3 separate regions of the Mus musculus genome follow, and all the other regions are linked to region 1. A link is a contact called in public promoter capture Hi-C data. All regions are on one chromosome and are shown on one strand. Each heading gives the region's core, a stretch centred on a gene start, on an enhancer-like site or on the middle of the called end of the contact. The rest is flanking DNA. Distances are from core to core; before and after follow the strand shown.

The links. Promoter capture Hi-C pulls out the DNA fragments that hold promoters and counts their contacts.
Region 2: a promoter capture Hi-C map of liver shows a contact between it and region 1, with 2.4 times the contacts expected there. The contact joins the promoter of Vps39 here to the promoter of Mfap1b in region 1.
Region 3: a promoter capture Hi-C map of liver shows a contact between it and region 1, with 5 times the contacts expected there. The contact joins the promoter of Tmem87a here to the promoter of Mfap1b in region 1. A contact is called at or near these places in 3 of 39 promoter capture datasets (hippocampal neurons, liver and pre-B cells) and 1 of 9 other capture datasets (liver).

The regions. Positions count from the first base shown.
Region 1 is chr2:121,471,738-121,476,142 of GRCm38.p6, forward strand. It overlaps Mfap1b (microfibrillar-associated protein 1B), which reads right to left and starts at 2,286. Exons shown (of 7, transcript NM_001081975.3): 1 at 2,097-2,286. The coding sequence starts at 2,175. It also overlaps the pseudogene Gm14018.
Region 2 is chr2:120,350,931-120,355,335 of GRCm38.p6, forward strand. It overlaps Vps39 (VPS39 HOPS complex subunit), which reads right to left and starts at 2,207. Exons shown (of 25, transcript NM_178851.4): 1 at 1,985-2,207. The coding sequence starts at 2,057. Tmem87a (transmembrane protein 87A) reads right to left here. Exons shown (of 20, transcript NM_001110496.1): 20 at 4,379-4,405.
Region 3 is chr2:120,402,276-120,406,680 of GRCm38.p6, forward strand. It overlaps Tmem87a (transmembrane protein 87A), which reads right to left and starts at 1,841. Exons shown (of 20, transcript NM_001110496.1): 1 at 1,630-1,841; 2 at 435-495. The coding sequence starts at 1,785. Ganc (glucosidase, alpha; neutral C) reads left to right here and starts at 1,621. Exons shown (of 24, transcript NM_172672.2): 1 at 1,621-2,784; 2 at 3,991-4,053. The coding sequence starts at 2,756.

The sequences.
Region 1 (4,405 bases), core at 1,036-3,535:
TTCCTGGGCTGTTTCCACTATGTTACTAGTTTTTCTCAGCAGATAACTTACAGCTCTGGCATCTCAACTATCTTGGGGCCTCCAAGGCAACTTCAACATTACAGCTTCTTGTTCCAATGTCTAGGATCTACACAAGACCTTGTGGGCTACTCCAAAGGACTGCTGCCCTCTGTAGCACTCTAAGCTCAGGTTGATCCACTCCACTGTTGTTGCTGTTCATGGTGATCATCTCATAGCACCGGCATCTCCAATACACTGGGGTCTTCCACTGCAACTAGGTATCAACAATAGCCTCTCATAGGCTCTCTTCATGGTCCCAAGCCTTAAATCCTTTGCATAACCCCTTTAGTCCTGGGCCATTAACTGCAACTAAGGCTGCACTTTCCTCAATGGCCTTCCATGGCCCCTCACAGTGCTAAGCCTCAGCTGTTCTTCATGACCTGTTCATACCTTCCAAACCAGTGCCACCTGGGTGACTCGACATAGGATCGCTTGATGTTTGAGAAAGTCAGAAAAGTAGTTCAGGTCCCCTGGAATTAGAGTCATGGATGACTGGGCCACATAGTCCTCTATAAGAGCAACAATTGCCCTTAACCACAGACCCATCTGCCAGTCCAAATACCTTTCTTTCTTTCTTCTTCTTTTTTTTTTTTTTTTTTTTTTTTTTTAGTTTTTTATGTTCATTTTTCAGAGGCAGGGTCTCTTTATGCAGACCTGGCTGGCAAGGACCAAGCTGGTTTGAAACTCACAGAGCTGTCTGCCTCTGCCTACTGACTGCTTAAATGCATATGCCCACACTTATGTGTTTTCTACAACTTTCTTTTTTTTTTTTCTCTTTGTTTTGTACAACTTTCTTGAGACAGGTTCTTTCACTGAACCTGTTGCTTGCTGTTTCAGCTATTATTAGCCCAGCCATCAAGCCTAAAGTTCCTAACTCGTCTCTTCTCCCCACAAGGTGTCTATGTGGATGCTCGGGGTCTGACCTCAGGCACAGTAAGGGCAGCTCTCTTCCTAGCTTCTCTCTCTGCGGTGCTGTGGCAGCCTTTACGACCTAACTTAACGTTCTGACTAGCCAGCTTCTACCTTTTCCTCCAGCTCTTGTGCTGAATCGGGAGATCTCTTCTATAACACAAACAGGGTGGAGCTCAAGAGGTGGCTCAGCAGCTAAGAGGCTCTGCTGCTCATACAGAGGTCCTGGATCAATTTTCCAGCATCTGCATGGCAGTCTGTTACAGTCTGATACTCCAGGCCCTCCTCTGGCCTCTGTGGGTACTGCACCCACATGGTGCATATCCATGCATGGAAGCAAAGCATTCATACACTTAAAAATAAACAAACAAAACAATTACAGTGAAAAGAAACACACAACATAGGCCTCTAGCTCACTTTCTTCTTTTTTTTTTTAAAGATTTTATTTATTTATTATATGTAAGTACACTGTAGCCGTCTTCAGACACTCCAGAAGAGGGCATTAGATTTCGTTATGGATGGTTGTGAGCCACCATGTGGTTGCTGGAATTTGAACTCAGGACCTTGGGAAGAGCAGTCGGTGCTCTTAACCACTGAGCCATCTCGCCAGCCCCACTTTCTTCTTATATTTTGATTTTTGTTACTGTTCTGCCTGTGAGCCTGGCCTTTAACGGTTGAGCCATCTATGCAGCATTATTATTATCATCATTTGTAAGGATGCTATGTGTGGATATGTGCACAAGCGTAGGTACTGGCAGAAGCCAGAGGTGTCAGATCTCCCTAGACTTGGGGTCCCAGGTTGTTGTTGAGTCACCTGAAGTGACTGCTGGCAATTGAACTTGCGCCCTGTGGTACAGCAGTACGTCCTCTCAACCGCTGATCTGCCTCTCCAGCCTCCTTTACTTCATATTTCGAGAGAGATCTCCTCACTAAATCGATCAGGTAGATGCAAGTGGATCCCGCTATCCCCTTTCTCTACGCCACCTGTGACTTTAGGCGGGACGCAGGAAGAAACTGCAGCTAGGTTTTAAGGGCCAGCCGAGCTGGCATGGTCGGCGTAAGGCAGGTTTGAGAGATACTCAGGATGAAAGAGTTCAGAGCCAACCGGAGGGGAGGGGAGCCCGTACCTTTCTCGTTTCGAACTGGGACGGCCCCAGCCGTAGACTGGATGGGCGGCTGCTTCATGAGTGCGCTTGGGACCGACATGGTGACGGCTGCCGCGGAGACTCTCCAAAACGGACTCAATCCCAACAACGAAGAGCAAGGAGCAGAACGCCGCGTCCCACAGGCTGTGCTGGACACAGCTGCGCAACTGACAGAAACAACTTCCGGCAGAGGTAGAGGAACCGGAAGTACATAACAGAGGATTGTGGGTAATTGGAGGGCGGCTGAGCGCTGATCGCTTAAAGGGCTAGCTTGAAATTTGTGCGCTTTCCTAAGGCAATTTTCTCGTCTTCAACCGCTCAAGAACTGGAAGGTCCTCCTGTCTGACAGTTGTTTCTTTTGGTTTTGGTAAGGTCCAGGAAGGTTCGGATTAAAGATTTTATTTATTACATTTTAGGAGAGACTGTTGGTGCATACTGTTTAAAGCTAGAAGTGTGGCCGAAAATGATGGTGCACCCCTTTAATCCCAGTAAGAAGCAGAGGCAGGCGGATTTCTGAGTTCGAGGACAGCCTGGTTTACAGAGTGAGTTTCAGGACAGCCAGGGCTACGCAGAGAAACCCTGTTTTGAAAAAACAAAAAAGAAAAAACAAATAAAAAATAAAAAGCTAGAAGTGTAAAGTGTTTCATCCGGATACGTGGGTCACGTCTGTAATCCCAGCATTTGGGAAGGTGAAAGAGGATTGCCGTGTTTTGTAGGCCAGCTTAGGCAACAAGAGAAGACTCTTCAAAAGAAAAAAAAAAAAAAAAAAAGGAGAATCCCTTAGGGGCCAATTGTTGATTTGGACACACATGCCCTTATTCTAGCACTGGAAAGACCGTGGCAGGTGGATTTCTGTAATTGAGGCTAGTCGGTCTACACAGTAAAAATTCTGGGAGGGAGTACAATATTATATAGGACTTTGAAGGTTCTGTTAATATAATTATCAAATTTTTTCACCTGTGTCCTTGCTTGGTGAAGACAGGAAATTGACAAACTTTAGTGAGGATTTTCAATGAGTCAAACAAGGACGAAGCTTACAAGCAGAAAAGCTTTAGAAGGCCAGAGTAGACAAAAATATTTTTGTTGTTGTTGTTATTATTAAAAATGTTTATTGGATTATAACCACATTACCCTCCCATCTAAATTAAGGGGGGGAGCCCCAAAGATATACATAAAAATAAGAAGTTCAAGTTAGAACCCCTCAGAGTTTGTAAACAACTATGCACTAAATGTTAACCTGAGAGAAACAGAAGTGTCTACCTTTAGCAAATTCTGCCGAGTGTGATGGCTCACACCTTTAATCCCAGCACCGGGGAGGCAGAGACAGGCAGATTTCTGAGTTCGAGGCCAGCCTGGTCTACAAAGTGAGAAACCCTTTACAGAGAAACCCTGTCTCGAAAAAACAAAACAAACAAACAAACAAAAACAAAACAAAACAAAAAACCCCAAATTCTTATTATTGGGGTGGGTGAGCCATGCCATATATGATGATCAGAGGACAATAGTGAGAAATGGCCCTTATGGAGGCTCTGGGAGTAAGATAAAGATGCTAGGCTTGGGTGGCAAGCATCCTAACCTGTGCATCATCTCCCTTGTGTTTGAGACAGCGTCTGTTGGACCTGGGCTCTGTGTTCAGGGTAGTCAGTTTGGCCATGGAGCTGCAGAACTCCACTTGTCTTGCATCACCTGTGCTTGAATTCTAATGCCAGCCTTTTAATTTGGGTGCTGGGAATCAAACACAGGTCCTAATGCCAACACCTGTGTTATTTCTTTCAAGTTCTGCCTATTGACGTTTATGCTTATTTGTCTTCTATTCCCTTTTTTTGTTTTGTTTTGTTTTGTTTTTAAGATTTATTTATTTTATGTATGTGAGTACACTGTTGCTTTCTTCAGATATACTGGAAGACGGCATTGGATCCTGTTACAGATGGCTGTGAGCCACCATGGGATTGCTGGAATTGAACTCAAGACCTCTGGAAGAGCAGTCAGATCTTAACCACTGAGCCATCTCTGCAGTCCCTTGTCTTCCATTCCTTATCGCATTTATGAACATACAGATCTTTCCCACGAGGCCATGCTGCAAAGCAGTGGTGTTCTTTAAAGGAAGATCTGGAGGAGTAGACTGGGCTCAATATTACAGGATCCAGTGTAAGTGCTGATTTAGATCCTGCACCCCTCATTCCGGAAGCAGAGCAGTAGGATTCTAAGGTTATTAGGGTGACATAGAGAGATGTAGCTTGTTTATATATTTTGTGTATATGAATATATACACTGTCTTCAGACACACCGAA
Region 2 (4,405 bases), core at 957-3,456, 1.1 Mb before region 1:
TTGCAGAACCAAAGGCAAAATCACACCCCATGCATAAGGCAAATCATAGTCAGCTGCAGTGGACAGTCTGAAGCGGCCCCATACTACAAACCTGGGATTAAATCAGAAATATATTCTCATAATATTTCTGCGCTTTTTAACATTTTTTAAAAGACATCAAAACCCCAAAAATTGTCTTGTTAGGGTCATGCTATTAGACATCCCAATGCCAAAAAGGCAGCTGGATTCTATAACTGGAGCTCAAGGAAACCTTCAATGTCCTCATTTCTGTTGCCCACAAGAGAGACAGATTATGCCAGTCTTTCAGCTTAAATTTTGTCTGGGTCTTCATGTTCTGATTGCTAGATGAACTTTCCAGACCAACATACACAAAAGGTACAATGACTAGAAGTAGCAATAATTGCTAGTGCTAAAGCAGCAATAGTTATTATCTAAAGCCTGAAAGTGAACAACCTTCCTGTACTCCAGCAGCGACCTTAGTAGCCGAGGGGACCGGGCATTTCTCCTGTTTGGTGTGGGGTCAAAGCAGGACAAAAGCCACTTATCATTCCCAAGCTGGTCTTGAGGAGCTGAGCTAAGTGGCCTCTTTACTCTGACAATGTGGAGTCAATGAGTCTCTCTCAGAGGAGCAGTCAATGACTGTGACACGCTAAGGCAAGTGTGTGGCAGGCAGTTGCACTCATCTTGCTTGGATGTTCTGCCTTAGACTGAACTGAATACCTGCCCTACGTGTTGAAATAGGTAGCACACACTTCTGGTATCATCTATCTGGTGTCATAACCTGTCCTCATGCTTTTGACCCCCAAAGTGTTCTGGGTACACAGATACTATTTCTCATTCATCCTTGTATTCCTGTCCATAGTAGAGAGAACGGTACAGGTGGGTATCCAGAACATATTTAATGAAACAAAAGAGAAATGAACCCCTCCATGTATTATTCTCTATTGAGAGCACTTTCCTCCAGGAAATGAGGTTTTCTTGAGATGGCTGTAGGAAATTGGGTTCTATTCTCTCCCTAATTCAAAGGACTACATCAGTTTACATTGGAGGTACTATTTTACAGAGGCTAGGGGCTGCTCAAAGAAGAGCACAGGGAAAAAAAAAAAAAAAAGATGTGAATCCCTCTAAGGAGGCCACAAAGAACCTGCAAGGATGCCTGGGAAGCGCTAGCAACAGATGCTCGGCACACTGGTCACCATCAACATTTCCTTGTGGTCCATCGTGGTGCCTTCCTTAGGGTAAACTCTACGTACAGATTCTGAACTTTACCTTTGTATGGGCCCTTGATGTTTCTTGATATTTAGGGCATGGACATTAACAGAAAAGACTGAATTATTTTTACGTAGCCTGTTATGGGTAATAACGATGCATAGAAAAGCACTCGATGTAGCCTGAGAGCCAAGATTTACGTTCTTGAACTCCAGAAAACATGAAGGATGCTGACCTTGCTTTCTGCATTGGTCAATCCCAAGAAAAAGTATACAAGGTCGCATGGGTCAGGTTTCACAGCAATCTGTTATGATGCTCTTCCACTTCAGTCAGGTAACTTGGGCACCTCACGACATAAGGTAGTTATATGAGCTAACTACTAAAAGGAAAAATAAACTAAGTGAACACTAAATGCTCTGAAGCATACGGTGCTAACATTGTCTGTCACCTAGAACACACCGCAATCATTTAACAAGGTGAAGCACCTGGCAGGCTTTGCCCTTTTCACTCAAGACTTCTTGGGAACCGAAATGGGCCCCAACAGAGCACATTAATAATGTGAGCTCAGCCTCCAACTGCATAGCGCACAAGAGAGAGCGCGGAGCGTCCACAAATGGACTGTCCTTAGCAATCACGCAAGCCGCCCGGGGTCCAGTCACGTCCGCCCTCTCTGACAGCCTGCGTCCGCAGCCCACCCACAGGGTCAGACGCCTTGCCTCTCTATAGCTCGGCGTGAGGGGCCGCTGCCTCCCTGACCCGAGGCCCCGCGGCTCACCCCAGGCAGCCAGGCAGTCGATCTGCAGGGGAAGCTTTTCCAGGATCGGCACCGGCTCGAAAGCGTCATGCATGGCTGCGGGAGCTTCACCGCCACTGTCCCGCCCCTGCTGCTGGGAGGAGCCTGCCGTCCGAAAACAGGGAAGACTCGTATTCCACCAGGGACCCCTGCTACAGGGCCTTCAGCAACAACTCCATCCTCGCCGCCGGACTTCCTGTTGCCTTAAGCCCGCCCCTTCCGCAGCAGAAGCTCCGCCCCCAACCCGAGTTCACATCCATACCAGCTGCTCAGAGTCCCTTGGTGTTTGTGGTGGTAGAAGAGAAACTGATCTTTTTTTTTTTTTTTTTAAAGATTTATTTATTTGTTTTATTTATATGAGTACACTATAGCTGTCTTTAGACACACCAGAAGAGGGCATCAGACCCCATTACAGATGGTTGTGAGCCACCATGTGGTTGCTGGGAATTGAACTCAGGACCTTTGGAAGTGCAGTCAGTGCTCTTAACCACTGAACCATCTCGCCAGCCCGAGAAACTGATTTTAGGCAGTCAACTTAGTGAAGACCTCGCGATAAAGAGGAATTTAGCTCACTGGGCTGCGTGTCAGGAGAGATGGCAGCCTGACATCCCAGGACGCAGGAGGTTCAGAGTTATCTTCAGTACGTATCAAGTTTGAAGCCAGCCTAGGATACATGAGGCCCTGTCTCAAAAACCAGCCCTCCCAACCACGGAGGAAAAAGGAACTTCTGCCTTGGCGTCAGTCTTGGGTTGGAGATATACCACTTAGGAAATTTGGCTTTTCTTTTTCTTTGGAAATAGATTGTTGCAGGCCTTACTTTCATACTCTGCAAAACCTTCTTCAAAATAAGATTGCTTAGAATCGTGAACATCTGTCAAGTCTGACACACTCTAGCCAGTCAATAGATTGCTTCAGTACCATCATTACATTTCAGCTAATTCTTAGTTGTACCTTAGGTTTACATTGTTAAAGCTGTAGACCAGTGATTCTCTCCTAGTGCCTAGTCAAGCAAGTTTTGAAAAATTCAGGCTCAGACCTCATTCCAACTTTACTCAAACTTTGGAGAGTAGTATGAACTCAAGTAAGTTCATACACTTGAACAGGAAAGCCATTATAGGCTAATGTTCCTTAGCCCGGGCATAATCCCCTAGGGATTGCATACGGGACTGTTATGTGTGCACTGGAGGATGTTGGGAAGCAACCTCAGAATCTACCTGCAAGAGATGTTAGAGAAGCCCGCCCAAAGGTCAGATACATTAATGAAGATGCAATCTGGTAAGCACTTCTGGCGAGCCACTGTTACTGACCAATGTTTCAGGTCAGAGGTCAGATAGATGTCTTCCTCAGCTGTTTTCCACATTATGAGAAATGGCCTGTGTTTTTGTTTGCTCGTTTCTGAGACATATCCACCCCTTTTACAACTAGCCAGCCTAGCTCACTGGCAAGCCAGTAAGCTCCAGGGACCCACCTGTCTCTAGTCTCAGTGTTAAGGGCACTAGCTTTGTCACATGGATGACACGGATCCAAACGAACCCGGATCCTCATGCTGTGTGGCAAACACTTTACAGAGTCATTGTCCTGGCCTCCAGGCCACTGCACCTGGAGACATTACTAAAACATCCGTTTGATTCAATCAATCCAGAATGGGATCAACTGATCAAATGTTTCAGGCCACTGCACCTGGAGACATTACTAAAACATCCGTTTGACTCAATCAATCCAGAATGGGATCAACTGATCAAATGTTTCTTATAAGACTTGCCTTGGTCATGGTGTCTGTTCACAACAGTAAAACCTTAAGACAATACCTTATTTCCTATTATTGTTCTTTAAGGGTTCTACCTAAGGTAGATTTCAAAAAGCCACCACAGCAAAAAGCTGTAGAGAAATGTTCCCTAAATGCTATTAACATTTTACTATGATGTGCTGGTTAGCTTTTTGTCAACATGATATAAGCTAGAGTTACTTAGGAAATTCAGTTAAAAGGAATGTCTCCATCAGATTAGCCTGTAGGCAATTCTGTGGGGGCATTTTCTTGATTAATAATTGATATGGGAAAGCCCAGCCTACTGGCACTCCTGGGAAGGTTGCTCTGGGTTGTATTTTAAAAAATAAATAAATAAAAATAAAATGGGCTGGAGAGATGGCTCAGAGGTTAAGAGCACTGACTGCTCTTCCAGAGGTCCTGAGTTCAGTTCCCAGCAACCACATGGTGGCTCACAGCCATCTATAATGAGATCTGGTGCCCTCCTCTGGTGTGTCATATGTTTCAACAGAAAATAAGATAATCTGTAGTAAAAGTCATGGAAAGAAAGTCTCTACTAGGGTCTGAAAGAAGGGTGTGAAGGGAAAATTTGAAATAAATGAGAGAGACACTAGTTTTGTTAAAATTTTTATATTAAA
Region 3 (4,405 bases), core at 591-3,090, 1.1 Mb before region 1:
TCTAAACAGTGCCAGGTTATTAAAGTTCTGGACTTAAAAATACATTAAGGGGCTAGGGAGATGGCTTTGTTGGTAAGATGCCTGCCTGTCACAGCAAGCATCAGCACCTGAGTTCAGATTCCTAGCATCCATGTAAAAATCCATGCCTGTAATTCCAGTGCCAAAGAAGCGGGCAAGAAGATCCCTGAGGCTGGCTGGTCAGCCAGTCTAGCCAAACCTCAAGCTCCAAGTTCAAGGAGAGAGTCCTTGTCTCAAAAAACAGGGCTGACAGCAACTGAGGAAGACACAAGTAACTGACCTCTGACCTTCACACACATGCATACATGTTCCTACATGCACACAAATGCGCGCGCGCACACAGAAGCAAACTAGGGTAGAGAATAATTTTCTAAGTTTAAAAGATCCGAATAACTCAATGAAGTTTAGAAACTCACATTTCAGTAAGATGGTAGTATTTCTGAAAAGAATCTTTCCAAAATTAAAATAACCTTTCCCCTGAAAAGATAAAGGGAAGATAATTAACATCAGGGCATTTCGATTTTCAAGGCAGAATATGAATACCTACATTTATAAAATATTCAAAATTTTCTTAATCAAAAAGACAGTAACAACATTTTCTTTAGTGAAAGTCAGTCATATCCTAACTATTGGCTCTTGCCGCTCCCTACAGGCCACAGAGCAGGGACTCTTGAGTGGGAGGCTGCTACAAATTTCAACCTAACTTCAAAGTGGCTTGAGCTGGACAGTTCCTTTTTTACTCACGAATCATCCCTCAGAACAACCGACTTTTGAATAAACTTTCAGCAGTTTTACTTTTACATGTAAAAGGACTTAACTATTAATCATTTCAGTAACAAACAGAAAACTACAACTCAAAGCCCAAAACCCTTTACCAACATGAATACAACCTGTAATATTTGCCATATAAATGTACAGTGAACAGGACAAAAAAAAAAAAAAGGCAAAAAGGTCAACGAAATGGCTAATGGTTTTTAAAGCAGTTCTCACCAAAATCTGGTTTTTCTGGTTCAAAGTACTGTACTAAGTCAAACGAGATTCTAAAATGGGTCGACTTATCAGTTAACTATCCAAACAAAAGACTATCCTTACTACACAACATTTTAGAATTGTTTCGTTTTGGCTATTCCCATGTTAAAATGCATTTTTGAATCTCCAAGTCCCCTAATCACAAAAGACGTTTCCAAGTTTAAACCAAATCAAAACCCTTCATCCGTAGGACTATTTTTACAAACACACACACACGAGTTAAAAATAAAGACTTCTATTCACATCTCCCTTTCATCCAGCCCTAGTACTGGATTTTGTAACATTCTAGCTGAAAGAGAAACTACTATCTCTCCCTGTGTATTAAGTTTCTCTCCTGTTCCATGCTTAAAGTTCTGTTACTTTCCCGGTAAGAACACGCTTGGCCCCTGACACTCCTCGCCTACAGCAAATAGCTCAGCTCTCAGCTCAGGGCAGGTGGGATCCCGTCGGCAGCTACACGGACGCTCTGGGTATTCCACTCACTTTGGGAACCCGACTTTCCAGAAATCTTCCTGGACCCCTTGGGCCACCGTAGCCCCACCTCTTACCCCCTTCAGGCTCAGTAGCGACCCCAACACTCACCGACGGCATCGGAATGTGCCACTTCGATCTATCTGCAGCAAACACGGGTGCCGGACCTGCACCAAGAAACGATAATGGGAACGGCTGCGCCCCTAAAAGAAGAAAAATAACAGGAGACACCTGAAGCCACGCAGCCACCGCCATCTTCACAGCCATGAAGCGCCTACCCAAAGTATTGAGCCTTCTTCCGGCTAGGTAGTTCCGCCTTCTTCCGGCTCGTCCCACCCTCTTCCGGCGCTACTTTGTGGGCGGGATTATCCGGGTCCTTGAAACTGTGCTTCTTCCCACAGACGCTCAGAGCGCCCCAGAAACTTTGAGTCTACTGCGCAGGCGTCCTCCTGTTTCCCTGCGATCGTGGCCTGGAGGTGAACTAGCAGAGTTTTGAGGTCTAGTGCTTCCCTCTGTTCTTCCAGCCCTTAAAGGAACTCAGTGCAGCGGCCAAGGCTTTGCTTTTCCTGCTTCTTCCCGCCCCTCATCCTTTCCAAGTCAAGGTCAGGCGCAGGCCAGACGTCTGTAGAAGCGCGCACACTGGATGCATGATTGACATCAAGTACTGAGTTCTCTGGCTGTCGAGCTGTGGCAACAGAGCCTGGAATGTGACGGGGCTGAAGTAGAAACGATTCATTAGCTCCAAAGTCCCTTTTGACCCTGAAAGACTGTGGGGCAGCTGCAGCATAGTTTGACAGGCGACATCAGCGTCCAGCAGTGATCCAGACTGTACTCCCCATTCGAAACTAAAAGTGAGGAGAGATCAGGTCAGCTTTCGGTATTGTAGAGTGACAGCCACTAAGACTGACCCTTATTGGTGGTGCTTCCTGTTTCTCACACTCTTAGATTTTAACCTCTAGGGCAGCGAGCACATCTCCGCCAATAAAAGCAAAGTTCATCAGCCACTCTCAACCTAGAAATATTTACCAAGTACTTTATCCCTGTAAAGACGCTGGTTTACGCTTGAGATAATACCAGATGAAAAAAAATTAAGATTGGCTTCTGCCCGAAGGGGACTCTTGACTGTGATGAAGTACGGGTTATAATTTAGCAAGCCTGCTTGTCACCGTTTTTTTAAAGATCGCCTGAGACTGTGGCCTGAGAGTTAGGAGTCAGGCAGAGTTAACATCCTTGTGCCATGGAAGCAGCTGAGAAAGAGGAAATCAGGTAAAGGGCAATTGCTCCCCCCAAGAACGGACTCCAAAAACAACCTTCTAGCTTTGATGGCTTCACTTAGGTTTTAAAGCACTTCCTTGAATGCTTGCTATTTGCTTCATCGTTCTTTATTGGTTCTGCGGGGATTTGGGTAATGTTAATAGCTAACCTCTCATAAAGTACTTTCAGGAGGATTAGATAAGTTTAACAGTGGAAAGGTTGCCTTCCAAACTCTTAAATGGATTTTTGAGCGGGCTGCCCCTCCCCAAGGCTCATTCAACTGGAAACGGAAGACAGCAAGGTCTCCTCATGTTTGCACACTGGATTAAAATAAACGGTGCCAAACCAGAGTTTAATGAGGGTATTTCTTTCTTTTTTTTCTTATTCTTTTTTTTTCTTTTTTCACTATAAAAGTTTCTTGGCATGACTAGGTGTGTTTTATCTCTCCCGACCTGTTTTTATAGTTTAGCTTCTTTCAAAATCATGAACTCACTAACTGCAGGTGCAGAAAGCCACACCTCTTCACCAAAGCGAGTGCTCCTCACCCTCCAACCCCCTTATAGCTTATAGTTGTTTTAACCAGAGAAAGGCTAGTCAAAATACATATAAATAGTAGTAATGTATATCTTCTTACATTTTATTCCAGATACAGTTCTGGAAACTTGATGTTAAAGAATATTAACCTATAGATTGTTGGAATCCTCTTAGCAGTTTTTCCTTCTTCTGTATTTGTTTCTATTCTGACTCTGGCACCTGCACATATCTTTTTTTAAAAGGATTCGGAGCCTTATCTTGCAGTTGTATGTTAGACTTTAATAGAACATTTAGGTACACTGTGTCTTCAGGTCTAAACTCTCTGGAAGTATATGTCCTGAAAATATTTTGCTCTTTAAATAGGAGAGTAAGTTGCTTGTTTGGCTTGGTTGAGAGTTCAGGTTTTGGTGTTGTGGCTATTATCTTAAAAGTGCCTTCCTCCTTTCCCATAGCCTTCAGACCACGCCTATGAAACTATTTTGTAATTCATGTTGGTAGTTTTACAAAAGGATATTGTTCTGCAGCTCACATTCTGTCACCCCATGAAGTCTTATGTTACAGCAGTGACACAGTTTTGGGTACAGAATAAGTTCCAAACATTTGTACCATCATTAGGGAAGGTACAAAAATTGAGCTCACAATTCTTATGTAAAATATATTTCTTTAAAATGTCTTCTGATTTAGTGTTGAAGATGAAGCAGTGGATAAAACTATTTTCAAAGACTGTGGCAAGATTGCATTCTACAGGTAAGTAAATACTTCACCCAGAAGGAATTCTCTACAGAATTCCCAAATTATTCCCACTAGGCTTTTGAGAACTGAGGGGATAAGGTCATACTCTCTAGGAAATCTAATATTTACTATTCAATTATTTAAATTGTGTTTTATTTTAAAATCCTAAGTACTTTTAAATAATTTTAAATGTGTGTCCTCTCAAAGATAATTAACTTAGTTGATTTGAAACTCACATAGAAAGAAATAGATTAAAATTATTACTCCTACCTCTGCTTTTTCATCCTAGTTCTCTTCTCCCTTTAAATAAGCATATTTATTCATGTCTTATGTATTCTTCCAGTGTTCTTTGTAACTATATATTCTT